Regions from separate parts of the Arachis hypogaea genome. Here region 1 is linked to region 2. The links are chromatin contacts, called in public Hi-C maps. All regions are on one chromosome and are shown on one strand. The core of a region is the stretch at or near the end of the contact, and the rest is flanking DNA. Distances in the headings are between cores, read along the strand shown.

Region 1 (5,364 bases), core at 2,650-5,149, 470 kb before region 2:
ATTTTCAAATTATTCAAGGACTATTTTTTTGATAATATCTTTCAATGACGCATCTGAATCTTTTGAGTATCAAATTAGTAATATCTTTAAAAATTTAATAATTCAATCTCATGAGCTTGTGAATCAAAGTTGATTCAATTGTTTGAGCTTGTTTATTAAATAAGTATGGTTTGATCATATAATGTCATATATACCTATATATTTGATAATGATTATTGCGAGCTTGAGATGGTAAATATATAAATTTATTATATAATTTAAAATATCGACAAATTTATGTTTTGGAATGAAAAATTTCTTATTATTACGAGATTCAAACTCTAAACCGTAACTCTTAACCTAATGAACTAATGTAAAATTTATGAAGATAATAGATACATTTAATCTCTTAATTAGATGTCTTGACAAATTTAAAAAAAAAAAATTAATGAGAAACTCTTTCCTTATTATGGAATCTTTGTAATGTGAAATCGAATTAATTAGACTGTTGATAATAGTACATAATAAGGCCTTATATATAGAGCAACTGGGCAACCTTAATTATGTGGATATCTTATATCCTAAAAGGTTATGTTTGGGAGGGTAAAGTTGGAAGTGAAGGATGTTAGTGAACATGCATATATACAGCAGGATTGCTTAGCAGCAAAACAAGAAAATCAAGATTGATTGGTTTAAATTAGTTTTGGCTTGTTGTAATTCTATTAGGCTTAGTTGGTTGGATTCTAATTATATATATATATATATATATATATATATATATATATATATATATATATATATAATTGCTGAGCCTAATATATATAGTAATTGTACTTGTCATTCACATTAATTCAGTTTTTTTTTTTACGGCAGATTATTGCAGTCTTCTTCTCTGTTCTGAGTTCTTGCTTTCTTCTAGCTCTATTGATAGAGTGTTCATAGTAAAATCTTTACATAATTATTGATTCTATGATCCATGGCATTACCAAGTAAAAATTCAGATGATTCCATCTCACCACCAGTCATAACTTCTCATTCAACTCCTCCAGCAAATAATCCAATGTTTAATTCTCTGCCACCGAATTTAATGGAGACAAGATGATTACAATCTAAGCACCGGATTGACCACATAGCTTGACATTGTTTCTATAGGTTTGATCAAGAAATACCACCTCCATCACAAAATCAAAATTCCAGATTCAATTCTCCAACCAATTTTAGCTTTACTTCTTCCACATCTTTACAAGTGAACTCTGATCTATGCACCTACACGACTACACCACCTCCTCCAACATTAAATTTTCACAATTCAAGTGTTTATTTGACAGTTTCTTCTTTAGTCTCTGACCCTATCTGATATCCAGACACAGGAGCATCTCACCATATCACTTCTTCTCAGTAGAATTTGGCTTCTTCTTCTGAGTATTCAATTGCTAATGTTGGTCATACTTTTCTATATGCTATTGAATCTAAAAGATTATTTTCTTTACAACAACTATTCATATATATATACATATAGCTAGAGTCCAACCAACTAAGCCTAACAGAATTACAACAAACCAAAACTAACTTGTACCAATTAATTTTGATTTTCTTGTTTTACTGCTAAGCAATTCTGCTTTATATATATTGATGATATAATCGTCACAGAAAATAATGTTACTGCTGTTCAGAACATGACACACAAATTGGATACAATTTTCTCTTTAAGGGATTTAGGAGAATTAAATTATTTTTTAGGTATAAAAGTTACTAAAACTGAACAAGGATAAATTCATCTTTCACAAAAGAAATATGTTACAGATTTATTGTCCAAACTAGGAATGAGACAAGCTAATGCTATACTTACTCCTATGGTATCTTCTTCTCTTCAATTACTATCCACAGTTTCTGAAAAATTTGAAGATCCCAAGCTGTTTAGAACTGTTGTTGGATCTTTATAATACTTACTGATTACACGTAGGGCTGTCAAACGGGCTAGTCTAATTCATTTAGACTCGGCCCATTAATCCCGCGAGTTAAAAGGGTTGGCCTGTTTAAGTCCGTTTTATTCGCGGGCCATAATTTTTTAGCCCGGATCGTTTATGATAAGTCCGATGGGTTAAATGGGCCAGCCCATTCATTCTTTTATTTTATTTTTTGAAAAATATTTTGACAAAAAATACTACTTTTAGGTAAAAAATCTTTAAAAAATAATATTTTTTTAGTTGATGGATCAAATTTTCGGATCGGATCGGGAGAAATTTCGGCTAAAAGTGCTATTTAAAAAAAAAATAAACGGATCACCCATTTAGCCCGCAAACTAGCCCCTTTAACCCGCTATTTTTTTTTTGGATTAATCGGGTTCAGCCCGTTTAGCCCGAAATTTAAACGAGCTTAATTTTAGAGGCAAAGTCCGCCCTTTTAAATGAGTAAATAGGCTGGTCCGATAAGTTTAATCCATTTTAACAGCCCTAATTACATGACCAAATCTATCCTTTATAGTGAATAAAATTAGTCAATTTATGCATAGTTCCTACTGCCAGATTAAAAGACAGCAAAGAGAGTTCTTAGATACTTGCAAGGCACTAAGCACCATGGTTTGATTCTGCACAAGAGTGATGACATGAGACTGTATGGATTTTCTAACTGAGACTAAGGCACTATATATATAAATAGTTGCTGAGTCCAATATATATAACAATTGTACTTTTCATTCACATTAATTCAATTTTTTCTTTACGGTAGATTATTCTTCTCTGTTCTGAATTCTTGCTTTCTTCTAGCCTTATCGATAGAATAGTAGAATCATTACAAAGGAAATTGAATGACTCAACTCAGGACTCAAAAGACAATCAAGGTCTTCTCTCTTAATCCGTGATCATCCCATACAATTAATTATCCACTAATCTTTTCTCCCATCTAGAACTACTACTAGTAAAGAATCTATCCAAAACCCAAGTCACAAGTTGGACAAATTGTACAGGGAACAAACAAAAATAGACATGTAGAGAATTGTTTTATTTTAATTAATATTATAAAGACAATGAAAGGTTACCACTATGATTTTGACACACGAATTTTATTTTTATATACTAAGATGTTGATGTTAAAACTACCTACCACTACGTGTTTGCCAAATGCTTAATTTCAAACTAAACTGAATTTGAATGGGTGAAAACTCAGTTGTAGTAAACTTCACGTGAGTAAGAATCGTTAAATGATTTGACTGATTTGATTAAATTTTAATCTAACAGCTTTTAGTTATCTACTTCATGTGAAATTGACTGCACTTAAATTTCAACTATTAATTAAATTAATAACTAAAAATTATAATTAAAAACAATAAATTTTAATAATTTTTATATTTTTTTAATTATAATGGACACTTAATTATGACTTGATCATCATCAAAACACTAAGCATTTGTATTATTCTATACTAGGTTCGTGGATAGAGAAATTTCACTAGTAGACAAAATCCTCATAGTCAATAGCCATCAAAATAAAATAAAAAAGGTAAATATTTAAATTGATTTTAATAAATTTTAGATAAAATATTTTAATTTTTTATTATTATAAAAAATTTGAAAAATTTTCATTTCAAATATGATAAATTATTCTCTCTATCATTCTTAATCAAGTTTTTAATATGTCTATTTAAGAAATAAATCGTTAACATATTTTTTATAAGATAATTAGATTTCAAAAATAAATTTATAAAATAAATTAACTTCTATTCAAAACAACAAAAAACTTTTTACAAGAGTATTTTTGAAAAAATTTAGAAAATATGATTTATTATAAATTAAAATATTTTATTTAGATTTTTTTAGACCTAATTTGAAAATTTATTTAAAAAATTATATCTGCACATAGGTTTCAATCAATCACGTGCTTAAATTTTAGTGGTTGAATATTAGTATGTGTATGTGCATCTGTTGTATTGTCTTTTTATTCCTTTAATACATGATGACGAATTATTTTACATTAATTAATAGAGGGTTGACAATACTGGCCCTACTATTATTATTTGGAAAAATTCAACATTAATAAACTATTGTTTTTTATGTAAGATGAAAGCCTTCGATGAGATGAGTGTACGTCCAATAATAAAATCTCCCAGCATATGGTGGGTTGTAATTTGTGTTTTAATTTAAACCAAGTTTTCTGAATTACTAAGTTAGGAACATCAACACACGTCGTTGAATAGTCTGGTTCATGAATCCACCGACTTATGGTAATTAAGTGGCCAATCCCCCCACCCACTGCACAATCTATTGTGTCAACTCGTATTTTATACTATATTATTATATATACTATACACATACGTTATAAACTTTTTTATTTTTGGATTTGGTAAGACTCGGTTTAAAATAAATATAAATCCCATTTATCTAGACTATTAACTGTAGTAGTTACTCGTAGAATAATTATAAAATTTTTTTAAATAGTATTAACTCACAAGAATGAAATCTGACAAACGAATATTTTAACATATACTTGGTAAATACTAAAAAAAAAACTACCAACAAAAATAAATAGATCCAAATAATATTTACAAATAAAAAGATAGATACGGTCAAAGAGTTTATGACAAAATAAAAAGAAAAAAAAAAAGGTAAAAACTAAAAGTATCATAAACTTTCAAGTTACACCTGAAATTGACAAAAAAATTAGTGTTATTGCTATAACAGAAGAAGAAAAAAGATTCTAAAATTAGGAATTAAGAGCCATACTAAGCATAAGCATAGTGTTAATATACGTCTTTTTTTATCTTATACCTTTTAATTACATAATCTCTCAATTAAGGCTGACAATACATATTCTATCTGTGGGTATTCAATCCAGACCAACCCGTTCGGATAGGGTAGGCTATCCGACTCGCTGCGGGTAGGGTAGAGATCGATCTGGGTATGCCGGGTAGGGTAGGGTACGGATTTAGGATGTACCCTACCTTACCCGCACCCTATATATAACACCTATTTTATAAAAATTAGGTATATAGTGAGGGAGGTGAGAGTTGAATCCACAACCTCTCTCATGCAATGACTTGCAATAAGTGAGCAACCACTAAATTAGTTAGTTAATTTAGTAATTTGGATCATTAGTTTTTTATTTTTTATTTTATTAATATGTATGAAATTTGGAATGATTGAGTTTTATATTTGTTTTGAAAAAAATTGATATTTCTGTGGGTAGGATAATGTTTAGAACTTTAGAGTGCGGTTAGGGTTATGGTTGAGAGATTCTCAACTCGCGGGTAGGGTAGGGCAGAATTTTAATGAAATTTTCAACCCGCGGGTAGGGTTAGGGTAATGTCCAAACCCTACCCTACCCTACCTATTTCCAGCCCTACTCTCAATTGAGAATTGACCCTTTTTTATCTATAACATTTTTCACTCTT
Region 2 (4,810 bases), core at 492-2,991:
ATTTCAAAATCCAAATCCACAAAATCTTTCTATTTTCAATTTTCAAGCTCCTTATAATAATCAATTTCCTATATTCCAATCGCAAAATCAAAATTTACAAACACCACATTTTCTATTTTCATCCATATTTAACCCCTCTATCGAAAATGTTACTCCAACTTCCTTGCCATTTCCAACTCAATTAAGTGCATCAAGACATAACTCATCTGATGTTGGTGGCTCTTCTAACCCATCCTCTCAGACTCCTATACAATCTAATCCAAATTCGTAATATTCAGATTTTGCCAACCCTCGTGGATTAGATGCTATCACCTCAATGATGATGATATTGAAGATCGGAGGCAAGATAGTATTCAACACTGGCATTGGAAAGAGGATGAGATGCTGATCAGTGCATGGTTAAATATTTCAACTGACCCTATAGTTGGTACCGATCAAAAGGGAAAAATATTTTGGAGTCAAATTCACAGCTATTATGAAGAATTTTGCTCCGACATGACAAGGGGGTAGTTGCATGTAAGAAACGATGGTATAAGATCAACAAGGCTGCTGCACAATTTGCTGGTTGCTACGATCAAGCTAGTCGAAACATAAGGAGTGGTTCGAACGTTGATGATATAAAGGAGTTGGCCTATAAACTTTATTCCACAAATTATGGTAAAAAATTTACTTTTGAGAGGCATTGGAACATGCTTCGTTTAGAGCAAAATGGAGAAGCCAACTACCTACACAGAGTGGCGGCTCAAAGAGAACCAAAGTTAATACAACTAGAGCATACTCATCCTCATCAAACCCAGAAACACCGTTGGCTGACGAACCCGGTGTGGACTCTCCCGTTTGCCCACAAGGATCAAAGAAGAGCAAGCGAAAAGGTAAGAAAAAAGCACAAATGTCTAAAGATTTTAGCGAAAAGAAATCATCGGTTGTTAAAAAATTATCTCTCATGGAAGATATTAAGAATGTTAGAGAAAATGAACTAATGGATAGGGAAAAAGAAAGAGAAGAGGAGAGGGAATATAGAGCAAAGATTATGGCAATCAAATAGAAGGAGTTACAAATTCAAGCGGCAATGAAAGAACAAGAATTACAAACTCAGAGGTATATTAAAGAAATGGAGATAAATGCAAAAGAAAGGGAAATGGAAAGGATGGCTAAGGAAAGGGAAAAAAATCGATATGCAAATACTTAATGCTAACACATCTACAATGAGTGAAAAACGACGAGCTCTTCATGAGATTGCATGTGAAAAAATAATCGCTAAGTGGTTTACTTAATGGTTCCTTGTATTCGTAGAGTTATGTAGTATGTTCTTATTTTTATTGCGTATTACTGGTATGTGATGTAGTCTGTTTTATTTATTTCTGATGTAACTTTTTAAATTAGTCAATATTATTGTGCCATTATTGTTCATGAAAGTGACCGTTGCAAAACTAGCCGTTTTAAATTTAGAAAAAAAAAACTTGTCGTTAAGTAGTCGTTGCAAAACTAGCCGTTGCAAAACTACACGTTAAGTAGCCGTTGTAAAACTAGCGGTTGAGGAGTAGGTACTTATTGCAGATAAACATATAAATATCAACTATCAATGACTCTGCAACTCCACTTCAACTCTTGTTTCTCACCTCGAAAGAGAACTAAAAATTACATTTCTACATATGGCTAGAAATTTTGATGATATGTTTAATGAGGCTTTGTATGACAAAAGAAGACGGCAAGATAACACACTCATAGATAATTGGATCGATGAGTGTTTACTCGAAGATTCAGAAGAAGAAGATATCAATAGAAGCTCTATCCCAACTCCTCGTAGATGGATCAACAGAGATTGAGAAGCAGGACATGATCGCCTTTTCCAAGATTACTTTGCAGATGAACTGGTGTATAATGCTGACATTTTCCAATGGAGATTTTGAATGAGAAGACATGTGTTCTTTCGGATAGTAGACGCTCTCTCAAACGTCTATCCGTATTTTCAACAGAGGGTTGATGCAACTGGAAGAAGAGGCTTGTCACCACTCCAAAAATGTACCGCTGCGATACAGATGTTAGCATATGGCATAGCAGCTAATGCTGTTGATGATTATGTGCGCATAGGCAAGAGCACTACAATTGAATGCTTGGAAAAATTTGTTGAAGGTGTCATTTCAGTGTTCGAGGATGAATACTTGCAAAAACTAAATCCAAATGATGTACGACGCCTGCTACAAATGGCGGAGGGTCGTGGCTTTCCTAGCATGTTGGGTAGCATTGACTGCATGCATTGGCAATGGAAAAATTATCCAAAGGCGTGGAAAGGTATGTACATGAGTGGTTATCGTGGGGTTGCAACCATAGTACTTGAGGTTGTAGCATCTTCAGACCTTTGGATATGGCATGCGTTCTTTGGAGTTTCTTGTTCAAATAATGATATCAACATGTTAGATCGTTCTCCAGTGTTCGATGATATTCTAAATAACCGTGCTTCGGAGGTAAATTATACTATTAATAGTAATAATTATACTATGGGATACTATTTAGCAGATGGTATTTATCCTGAATGGGCCATATTTGTCAAATCAATCTCAAAGCCACAAGGAGAGAAACGCAAGTTATTTCACAATACCAAGAAGGGCAAAGAAAAGATGTGGAGCGAGCATTCGGAGTGTTGCAAGCACGCTTTGCAATTATACGTGGTCCATCTCGCTTTTGGGAAAAGAAGAAGTTTGCCAACATAATGAGAGCTTGTATTATATTGCATAATATGATTGTTGAGGATGAAAGAGACACTTATGCAGGAAATTTTGCTCAAGGCTTAGAGTATGATGATGTCGAAAATGGCTTATCACAACCTCGGCTGGGAGTAGAAGATTTTGCACCATACCATCAATTTCTCCAAAGAAATGCCCAACTTCGAAATAGGCAGCAGCATAGACAATTGAAAGAAGACTTGATTGAACACATATGGTAATTTCACAATGCTTGTCGTCAACTATAGAGCTTAATTATGTTTTTTTTTGTATTAAGTAATTTTACAAATTAGTGTAATCCCGAATTATATATTGTGTATTATTGTTATATATGAATTTATTTAATATTAATATCTTTTAATAGTGAATTATTTTTAAATTTATAAATTTAAATAATATTATTGAAAAAATTAATTACATTAATTTTAAGTATTTTAATTAATTAATTAAGTAGGACCACAACAAGGGCTAAAGTTAGTTCCTCCTAATGGAGAAGAGAGAGATACTTTGAGTTCCTATTTACTGTTTATGACGCAAAAGTTGATGTGGAGTTACTTTTTATGACAGTTGGGCCATAAATAGGGACTGGAATAAGTTTTTTACTGGAGATGGTCTAAGGAGGGTTTTACTCGGATAGGTTTTAACGAGGCCAACCACTCCACACCTTTCAAAACTGAAAGGTCCTTTCCATATGAATAAAAATGCATTCATTTCTTCTTTTTCTATTTCCTACATTGACGTATTTATTCAATCATTCAAAACAACAAAAAAGCAAGTTGAAAACAATATTCACAAACATGCATTCACAAGTCAATTTTACTTTTAAGTCAAACCGACATTATAAGGCGGATTAGCAATTCACAAAATAAGCCGATCCAAAGTCGGTTACCAAATTATTAGTTTCAAACTAAAGATCCTAAAAATTATAATATTTGAATTCTTCAAGAGGGGGGAGGAACATTTTCATCGTGTTCCTCACCTGCCTCATCCTCAACCAGCTTTCCATCAATCACAATTTTGGTCACATCAAGTTGGACAACATCAAACTTGGGTGAAAACACAGAGACCTGACTAACAACACGGTCAAACCCTGTGGCAAACATTTCCAGGCCTTCTTCTTCCAATTTATGAATACGAGATGTCATCTTGCCCTTCGTCTTATCATTTTCCTTAATTTCGGCTTAAAGAAGACGAATTTGATCCTGAAGCTTCACAATCTCCTCCTTCCCACGTTTCATCTTTGCAGTCACATCAACAATAATATCCTCTATCTTCTTCACAGATTGCTCTAAGCCAACGACCTTATCTGTAGCGGCCTGTTGCTCCCCTCCCAACAACTCGGTTGCTCGGCCAACACATAATAAGCGTGAAGCCACAATCTACAAAACAAAGTTAACAAATGAAAAATGAATATACAGAAGCTAAATTAATGAAGCAAAAATGTCACTAACCTGGATGAACTTCCCCATCCCTTCCACACTAGTTCGGCGAGTCAGCCGTATATCCCCAGGATAATGGAAAACCTTATCAGCAAGCTCGCCAATTGGAAATTGGTCGCTCCAGAGAGACTGTGGATTCACCCCCTCGATAAAACCATGAAGTTTCTTCTGTCTCTCAAACACCGACCTATCACACCCTGCAACACCCTTATCTCCCTCAGATATAACCTCCAAAGACTTATCTGACTCATCTCTTTTCCTCTTCAACGACGCAGTAGGTTTGGCAGTAGAATGTGCAGCATCCCCACCAGCCTCCTTCACCACTCTAGAAACACTGCCGCCCTTTACTTTTTTCTTATGTAAAAAGGAGTGCAACCTAGAGGTATTCAGATGAGGTACTCATCCACCTACAGACGAAAACAACAATGAAGTATAAAACCAGAAATCAGCAAACCAAACATATAGGCGTACATTACCTATATAAGCTTTTAATCCCTCTTTATCATTCTCCTTTTCAAAATGCAATAACTTATGAATAGATAAGCATTCACCAGCAACAAAATTTTCTATCAGAAAATCCAAAAATAGATATTTTTCACTCCTCTCCGCATCCTCAAGAATCTACATTGGCTCCGGACACCAATACAG

What was found. Hi-C and Micro-C count contacts between places; a contact is called where the count stands out from the background.
Region 1: a Hi-C map of leaf shows a contact between it and region 2, with 2.9 times the contacts expected there. The contact joins the enhancer-like site here to the promoter of LOC140183025 in region 2. A contact is called at or near these places in 4 of 8 Hi-C or Micro-C datasets (leaf and an unstated tissue).

Annotation. Positions count from the first base shown.
Region 1 is chr20:32,405,851-32,411,214 of arahy.Tifrunner.gnm2.J5K5, reverse strand. No RefSeq gene overlaps it. Among protein-coding and RNA genes, the nearest start is that of LOC112784063, 27 kb to the left of the region's middle. Within about 2 kb of position 3,899, at least 1 of the 3 cell types and tissues checked has open chromatin away from gene starts, as enhancers often do.
Region 2 is chr20:31,930,686-31,935,495 of arahy.Tifrunner.gnm2.J5K5, reverse strand. LOC140183025 reads left to right here and starts at 1,741. Exons shown (of 3, transcript XM_072231024.1): 1 at 1,741-1,876; 2 at 2,134-2,465; 3 at 3,291-3,305. The coding sequence starts at 1,741. The coding sequence ends at 3,305.